2 separate regions of the Mus musculus genome follow, and region 1 is linked to region 2. A link is a contact called in public promoter capture Hi-C data. All regions are on one chromosome and are shown on one strand. The core of a region is the stretch at or near the end of the contact, and the rest is flanking DNA. Distances in the headings are between cores, read along the strand shown.

Region 1 (4,195 bases), core at 563-3,062, 1.3 Mb before region 2:
TCAGCTTATACAGCGTGTAGTGTAGTGGTGTACAGGAGGAACCCAGCAAGGACCATGTCTTCTTAGATGCTATCCATGACCCTCTGCAGAGGCAGTCATTGCTCCCTGGTTTCCATCACAGGTTCCTTTAAATACACCCTACATCTGCAGTAAGCTTGAATCGTATAACAAAATGCCATTGTCTGCATAACTTTAAAAGACACTTTTATCCAGTGTTCTCAGGGCTGGGAAGTTTAAGGTCAAGATGTCTGCTGATCTGTCCTGGTGAGGGCCATCTTTCTGCTTGGAAGATGGCTGCCATCTTGTTGTGTCTTTGTATGGCAGATGGGGCTGGGTCTCTGGTGTCTTTTATTACAGGAACACTAGCTCTTTCAAACTAGAGTTCCACCATTATGACTTTATTTAACCATAATCATTTCTTTATATCAAATACATTGACCTTGGAAGGATCTAGAATCACCATGGAAACAAACCTCTGGGCGTGTCTTTAGCTAGGTTAGTTAAGGTGGGACTACTCCACGTGTTGGGATTTCTGAGATTTCTGACTGCCTAGGAAGGACAAAGGTAGCTGATGATCAGCATCCGTTTAACTCTGCCTTCTGACTATAGATGCAATATGACCAGCCTCCACCCTCTTCTGCCACAGACGTCCCTGCCACCAGCTCCTCAGGGTCAGTGCGTAGAGGTTGCTGCAATAGTGGTCCAAAGTTTCCATCCCAAACCGGCAGCAAAGCATGGCTCTGTACTCCATGTGGTACTGGTTTTGCAGGCATGAAAAGTGAAAGACTGACTCAGCTATCATATAGCATATCCAGAGAGCCACCGAGCCTAGGAAACGTGGGGCAGGCTCAGACTTGGTTCACTGTTGTCCTAGAAGGGCAATAGTGCAATGGTGATGCCTAAGTGACAGTGAAGACCCCAGGGTGCTAGAGATGCAACACATTTTCCTATGTAGTCTCTAGTCTTTAGGTTACTTAAAGCCATTGGGCAATCATCAGATGGAAGATGTGCAGGACAAGTAAATATTGCGCACTAAATCCTGAGAGGTATCAGTATTCAAAATGCACAGGAAACAGGACCACGATAAGGAGGTGAAGAACCATGGCCATTTATCTTCGTGTCTCCATCTCCGGGCACAGACTCTTCTCAGTGTGCTAAATTTAACGGATCGAGTGCAGACTGCGTGGTTACAATGGACTCAACAGCCAATCTCTTTGTCCTGACCAGGAGCTAAAAGGACAGTTAGCTCAGGCAAGGAATTCTAAAAGCCAGAATGAGTATGGTAGGAGTAGGGAACAGAAAGGTTCAAGGAACTACACTTTAGCTTACAGAAGGTAGAGTAGGACAGGCTGGTAATGATGAGTACTTCAATAAGGTCAGGTAACCCAGTTTTCTAATGGGGATTGACTCTAAAAGGCCAGTTTATCTCTGCATCCCACAGCAATCTGGGGTTTTGGAGTAGGGGGTGAAATGTGAGATTTCCTTTTGGGAAATGTATTCTGGTGCGTACAGTGGTGGTGGTGCATGGTGAAGCTGATGTCAACGTGCTGTTAGCTGATGGTAGATGGTAGTGCTTTCCTCTAGGCTTCGTCTGTGTGGTTTAGCTCCTTCAAAAGGAACAACAATTCCTGTTGGGTGTGATTTTAGGCTTTTCCTTGACCAAGTGCAGTACTCTGCCCTTTAGCCTGGGCAGTGGCATCTGACTGAAGCTGGGAGGCAGTCCAACCGTAGGCCAGTAGGATTGGAAACTCTAGGGAGAAGCAGGGCGAGAGGCGTGGTGTGGGCGTGACCGTCTCAGGACCAGGCCACGCCTCCTTCGCCTCTCTGGGCTGCGCAAGCGCGTCGTGGGCTGTGAGCTGTCAGGATCCTAGCAGTGGGAGGCAGGGATCGGACATCGGTGCAGGGACTCCGCCGTGTGAGCCCCGCACAGCGACAACCGGGACAAGTGCTTCGAGGCCTGGGCTGCCTGCCAGGTCACACAGTCGAACAGGGACCTGTGGGGCAGTTGGCCGCACAGGCAAGATGGGGAACCGGGAGATGGAAGAGCTGATCCCTCTGGTGAACCGTCTGCAGGACGCTTTCTCGGCTCTGGGACAGAGCTGTCTGCTAGAGCTGCCACAGATCGCCGTGGTGGGCGGCCAGAGCGCCGGCAAGAGCTCAGTGCTCGAGAATTTCGTGGGCAGGTGAGCGCACCGGGAGCGCGGTGGGGGCGCGTCCGTGGGGGTGGGGGGAGCCCCGTGCTTCAGGCCGTTGGAACATGGAACGGTGTGGGGAGCCCCGAGGGTGGACTAGAGGCTGCAGCGGATTGGAGGCAGAGCACTAGTGTTTCTAGAGCGGGCGGGGTCCTCCTTGCTCTGAGCATCCTTCGCCCCAGCATTCTCTACCCGGTGGTGACCCCCTGTCTGCCTTTCATCCTGCCATACAAAGCCATTTCCTCCCCACCCTCGGTGGGGGAGTCGGGGTACGCCCTGGGATCCACTTCCCTCGCTGGCTTGGTGCGCGCCAGCCCCTGGCAGCCTGGAAGCGCAGCCTGGTGCTTTCCAGTCGCCAGTTCTCTTTCTCAACACCCCTCTCCTTTCCCTGTCACTCTCCTGGAAGCTCTCAGCCGGGATGTACCCCTCCTTCTTCGTCCACACCCCCCTCTCCCCCACCCCACCCCCCCGCCGCCCCGGCCCCCCATCCCCTGTCCCTGACTCTCATCTCAGCTGTTTACTGTTTGAAACAGTCATCGCCTGCCCGAGCAGGGGAGGCGGGGTGTGTGAACCCCGAAATCCCTGTGGTGAAGGCTTACACTGTTTGAAACAGTCATCGCCTGCCCGAGCAGGGGAGGCGGGGTGTGTGAACCCCGAAATCCCTGTGGTGAAGGCTTACACTGTTTGAAACAGTCATCGCCTGCCCCGAGCAGGGGAGGCGGGGTGTGTGAACCCCGAAATCCCTGTGGTGAAGGCTTACGGGGAGATGCTTGCCTACCATTCGCCTTGGGAGCTGAAGAATAAACGGTGGTGTGTTTATGAGTGTGCACCCATTCACTGCTCAGGCATGACTGAAAACCCGAGACCTCCAGGGATGACCGTGGACTTGCGATGTTCAGGTGCCTTGTCATTCCTGCACCATCTCAGAACTGACCAGCATCTCTCTTGCACTCTTTCTATGCCATGCGCCGCCTCCCCCCTCCCGCCCCCCACCAATCCTCTTGCATTCCTTAAGCTCTTGTTTATCCAGCGGGTCTTCAAGATAACATCCAGAATTCAAATTGTAGTTATAGCTTCATGTCTCACAATTTTAAACAACAACAAAGAGTTGTTATTGTTTTGAGTCAGAAATCAACGTTTTTTCCAGCAAACAATTCAGGAAGGATTGAGTTACCTTAATGGCCTTGTGTGAGGAGTGCATCCTGAAGGCTGGAATCTGTTTCCCAGTAGTAAACCAGGTAGAAGGTGCAGCAATGAAAACGGTGGGCTGGATGGGGCAATCTGAGATTACACTTTGTTCTTTTATTTGGCTGGTGAGCGGCTTGTGATGCAGAGGGTTCCTGCTGTGGTTCTCCATCTCCTTCTTCCTTTTTGTTATTGCTTGGCAATGTGTAAACTGTACTGCTGACTACTCCCACATTTTTGGGTGTGAGTGTTGCGAAGTGCGTTTCCCTTTTTCTCGAATGATGCTCCATCTCTCAGGAGATACTCTTCGTTTTTCTTGCTTCAATGTGAACTAGAAAGATAAGACCGTGTAATTGCTCGCAGTTGACAGCTACCCTTTCGTAGTTAGTTCCCTGGATCATTTCTCCTTGGTTTTATAATTAATTTTTGCTCAATAAAAAAAAAAAAAAAGCAATAGCAAAGCATTTTGCCTACGTCATCTCAGACCTCTGGTCCAAGGCAAGAAGTTATTTAATGATACTCATTTTTAAGGATTAAAATCATATTTCAAACGCAACAGCCATGTTCTTATGCATCTTCCTTATAATTTCCTTGGAACGGCTTATATTTAAGCATATTTTGCTCGGTGCCTTTGATTTCAATGCAAAGTGTATGCACATATCTCAGTTCTGCCATCCAGGCTGGCAAATCAGAACAGTCTTCCTAGTGGTATAATGAAGATGTCTACATTTCCCCTCATTAGCTGCATTCTTCTATAATGAGGATAAAACAGAGGCACAGGAGAGTAACATATTTAATTCTGAGCATTCTTCCATAAT
Region 2 (4,490 bases), core at 1,875-4,374:
CCCATTCTCCAAGCCCTTTAAAAAATCAGTTATGGTTAAGGAGGTGTTTCTCTACACAAGAAATGCAACCATCTTTTTTATTCTATTTGTGCACTTTCTTTTTTTTTCTTTTTTTCCTCCTTTTTGGTTTTCAAGACAGGGTTTCTCTGTGTAGCCCTGGCTGTCCTGGAACTCACTCTGTAGACCAGGCTGGCCTCCAACTCAGAAATCCACCTGCCTCTGCCTCCCAAGTGCTGGGATTAAAGGCATGTACCACCACTGCCCGGCTTGTGTACTTTCATTATATATATTTCAAACACATTTAATGTTGTAGGGTATAATGACCCAACCCTTAGTATGTCAATTTGAGGCCTCTAAAGTTTCATTACAACCTGTTGTGTAACAGTTTCCTCCAGGTCTGAAACATCCTATCCTGTAGAGGAGCTCCTTGAGCAGGAAGACAAACAACTCAAATAGCTTAAGGAAGTCTCTGAAATTGACTAGATTCACTAGGGCTCTCACTGCCAGAGGAAGGGAAAAAAGCTCAGACTGAAGAACACAGAACTGCAAAGAAGACCCTTGGATGAGTCCAGCTGCCAAGGAGACTTAGACAAGCTAAGTTGCAAAGAAGACTCTCAGGAGAGAAAATCTTCAAAGAAGTGCTCCAAACCAGACCAGCTGCCTGGAAAAGGTTCAGATTAACTGAGGCATCTAGGAAAGGATACTCTCCAAACAGGTTGTGCAGTGTGTTCTAGGTTCCCAAATTTGTGAGCTGTCACTCATGCACTACACAATGGTGTAGATTTTGGTGGTGCAGCTGTCATTTCTGCTCCTGTGAGTAACCTTTACCCATATTCCTGAAAGTAATCCCAATAAAATTCATTGGTTCACCAAGTTGGACTTTGGGTGGTACCCATACTATGGTCTGTTATGAGTTCCCTATCTAGGGTAATTAGATAATGTGTGTTACATCTTCCCAGGAAAAGTTCTGTTACACAACACAACCTCAGAACTTCCGACAGGAGTTTGCTGGGGATTGAAACCAGGGCTCCACACATACAAGACGAACATTTTAAAAATTGAGTTATCTTCCCCCACCTCTACAAATAACTCTTGACTCAGAAAGTTGCAAGGAGTGAAATATCAACATATAGGTAAGAAAACTGAAGTTAGAATAAAGCATTTGCTTGAGATCATGAAGTTAGCACCAGGACAAAGATCTTCTGTTTCTCCATCATAGAAACCTATGTGTTGTGATAACAAAATAGCTACGACTATATACTTTATAAAGAAAAGAAGTTTGTTGATCTCATTCTGGTGACTGGAACGTCCAAACAACATCATGTTGAAGAACCACACCCCATCCTTTTAATACATTATAATAATCACAATGGCAAAAAAGGAGATGGCTACATGCATAAGGTACCAATTACTGGGGACAAAGAACACCAAGGAATATCTTAAGTGCTGCCAACCATATTTTCCCTGATCACTGAGACCAGATATGGATTCCCTGCTACATATTTTCTTAATGCAAATCCTGTACATCACTTTCAGATATACTGATATTGTAATTAAGCAACCACACAACTTGTGTTTTAATTTTATAATGTCTATTTCCTCAGAAATGAAGATTTGACAAAACCAAGAGTCTCATGGGTCTTGTTTACAACTAAGCCTTGGATTCTATGTCCTTTAAACATGACAAATAGGACACTATTTCTCATCAAATGTCTAAAAGTTAAGCTCATTGGCCCCCAGAGTATTGTTTATTGCCCCAGACTCACACATTATAAAACCAGTTCTAAGTATATTTTCAACTAGAAATTTAGGATCCCTAAGAGGACGCCTATGGGATTGTAGGAGTTCTATAATAATTGGAAATGCCAGTTTTTTCATATGTTTATTTTTATGTATACTTTGTTAATTGGCATAAATATGAAGAGCTGATTCACACTGAACTCCTCCCCTTTAAAAAGAAACAGAGTAGTTGAAGCACAAGCCAGCTTACAGTGGGTAGTAGGTTAAGAAGGAATCAATGGGTTAAGAATAGGAAATATTACTTTCACCCTGGCTTAAAAGCCCATTTTAGTTACTAGCATTCCTTAATGTTTTTATAACTCCCTTGCTATAGAACTGTATAGCTATAAAGAATTAAAATCATGACTCATATTTTGGAAGAATCTGAGTCACTTTGAAGATGACTTTTAGACAATCTACACAAAAGAAACCTGAGAGGTGCACATATAAGATGCCATTTCAATGGATCAGAAAAATGTACATCTAAACTATTTTATACCCATCAGATTGGCAAAAAATTAAAGTTGAAAGTACCAATAATATGGACCAACGAGAATCCTTGAACCTTTCTGGAGGAAGATATAATATAATTGTGGCCAGAATCTAGAACCATTGTACACGGCATCAAGTTGTGGCTCTAACCCTTACAGGCTATGCTCCGTAGATACCCTTACCCTTTTGTAAGTTACATAACGCTTTGGTACCGACTGGAATGGCACTATCTGAAACATAATGCTACCACCATTTGGAAAAATGGTAATAAATCCTTCAATAAGAGAGATACTAGAACTGATAAACTAATACACAATGTTATATGCTAAGTATTTGATAATAAATGGGGTATCCATAGCTGTTACTAGTACATATATTATTTACTTATATATCACTGGTACATATGAAGAAAAAACTTGGCCAAATGACAAAGTGTATCATAGAACTAGAATTAGAAGTTGAATTTAAAGACCAATCATTCCCACTACAAGTTTATTAATATGAGGTATATTTCCTATCAAAAACAACTGCACAGAGTCTATAGATGTCAAATAAAGTTCAGCTAAAGAAATTTTGGTTAATAATAGCCTTGTATAGTTTTCAATACATCAGCAACAGACTTTTAGTTATATACTCAAAAATGAAACCCTCACCTCATACATATTTTATTTGGTTGCTCTCTAAGTATATTGTAAAAGTCAGATCGACTAATGGTACCAGTCCTGGGAAACGCTCAGCGAAAGGCACAGCTACTTCCGGAGCCATGACGGAACTACTTGCCCGAACACGTGCAGTTCCGTGGGAAGGATTTAGCCATCGGACCGCTTCCTGTTTCTGGATCTGGGCGGGTGCAGGGAAAGGAAATCGCTGCAGGAGCCGCATCCTGCCTGCGCTAGCGGCTCCAGAGGTGGAGGCAGAGAGGGCGGAGAAGGCAGAGAGGGTGCCGCAGAGAGAAAAGTGTCAAAGCCAGTAAGTCAGAGCTCTAGAGCACGGGATGGAGAACAGAGCCCTAGGTCTCGCTTTGCAGATCTATGAGCTCAACTTGCCGAACTGCCCGGCGGGGTCAGGGCAGTGCTTTCTAGGCTGCCTGTCAGTCGTGCCTCTAAGGGACGGTAGGGTTCCTCGGTCGGGCCTTTCAGGGCTCCAGGCTGCGCTGCTGCTGGCTGCCCGAGGTGTCTTGAAGCCAGGGCAAGGCTGTGCAATGCTTGCTGGGGACGCAGGACTCCGCATCCTGGACAGCTTCACTTGGAATTCTAAGGGAGCGAGCACTCTGCCTCCCATTTTCTCTCTGGAAGCCAGCAAGATCCTGGCGGTGAACAATATTTCGGCGACTAAGACGAGAGCTTGGGAGAGTTGTAGTCTAGAACTACTTTCCCTGCCCTTGTTCAAGCTGCCCGGGCTGGGCTGGTCGGAAGTGGAGTTGTTTTTAAAGGCAACCGCCTCCGGCCTGCTTGTCACTTCAGAATAAGTTAACAACCTTCGGATTCAGTGCTAAAACAATGCTTTTCCTATCCGAGTCACTAAATTAGTACTGCTGCTGGTATCAAGTGATTACTCTGCAAATATACTTGATGGTGAAGTTAAAAAATCAAAAAACTCCCCAGGTGCTTCTTGAGCAGAAAACACCAACTAGCGATCATGACTATTTTGATCCTGACTGCTTTCCCAGTCACCCTCACATTCACATATAATCTGTCACCTTAGCATCTTTAGTTAGTGATAGTCCTCTTAAAGGCATTACATTATGATTGCGCATCTACGCAAAGATTACATTAGGATGTAAGATTCCTGATTACAGACGAAATGAGTGAAGTGATTATACAAGTTGCTGGAGAACTCGAACAGTTTTTAGTAAGCTACTACTTCTCTCTTGTTGAAGGTACGGCTTTAGAACACGGTGAAGGATACTTTTCATGGTGCAGGGAAGGAAAGCCAATGCGCAGGTAAGCCTTTTTAAGAATATGAAACATTGATTTCAGTGATTGAAATTAAGCTTCTACTAACAGTGCATCGTTTACGATTATTTATTCACAAACCTTAACAAATCCTGCTTGGAATTAATCGTTCTTGTTTCAAGTAAATCGAAACTAGTAATGTCAGAAAATAGCAACTTCGTTTATTTGGTTGTGTTGTTTTGTGTTGTCTAGGGATTTTTGGGTTTCTTTGCTCGTTTGTTTGCTTTGAAACAAGAACTATTATGCAGTCCTAGCTGTCTTGGA

The links. Promoter capture Hi-C pulls out the DNA fragments that hold promoters and counts their contacts.
Region 1: a promoter capture Hi-C map of hippocampal neurons shows a contact between it and region 2, with 5 times the contacts expected there. The contact joins the promoter of Dnm3 here to the promoter of Klhl20 in region 2. A contact is called at or near these places in 2 of 39 promoter capture datasets (hippocampal neurons and liver).

The regions. Positions count from the first base shown.
Region 1 is chr1:162,475,651-162,479,845 of GRCm38.p6, reverse strand. Dnm3 (dynamin 3) reads left to right here and starts at 1,812. Exons shown (of 21, transcript NM_001038619.2): 1 at 1,812-2,183. The coding sequence starts at 2,023. It overlaps Gm31985 (a long non-coding RNA gene), which reads right to left and starts at 3,180. Exons shown (of 3, transcript XR_373653.3): 1 at 2,971-3,180.
Region 2 is chr1:161,130,113-161,134,602 of GRCm38.p6, reverse strand. It overlaps Klhl20 (kelch-like 20), which reads left to right and starts at 3,124. Exons shown (of 12, transcript NM_001039482.1): 1 at 3,124-3,240; 2 at 4,151-4,214. The coding sequence starts at 4,207.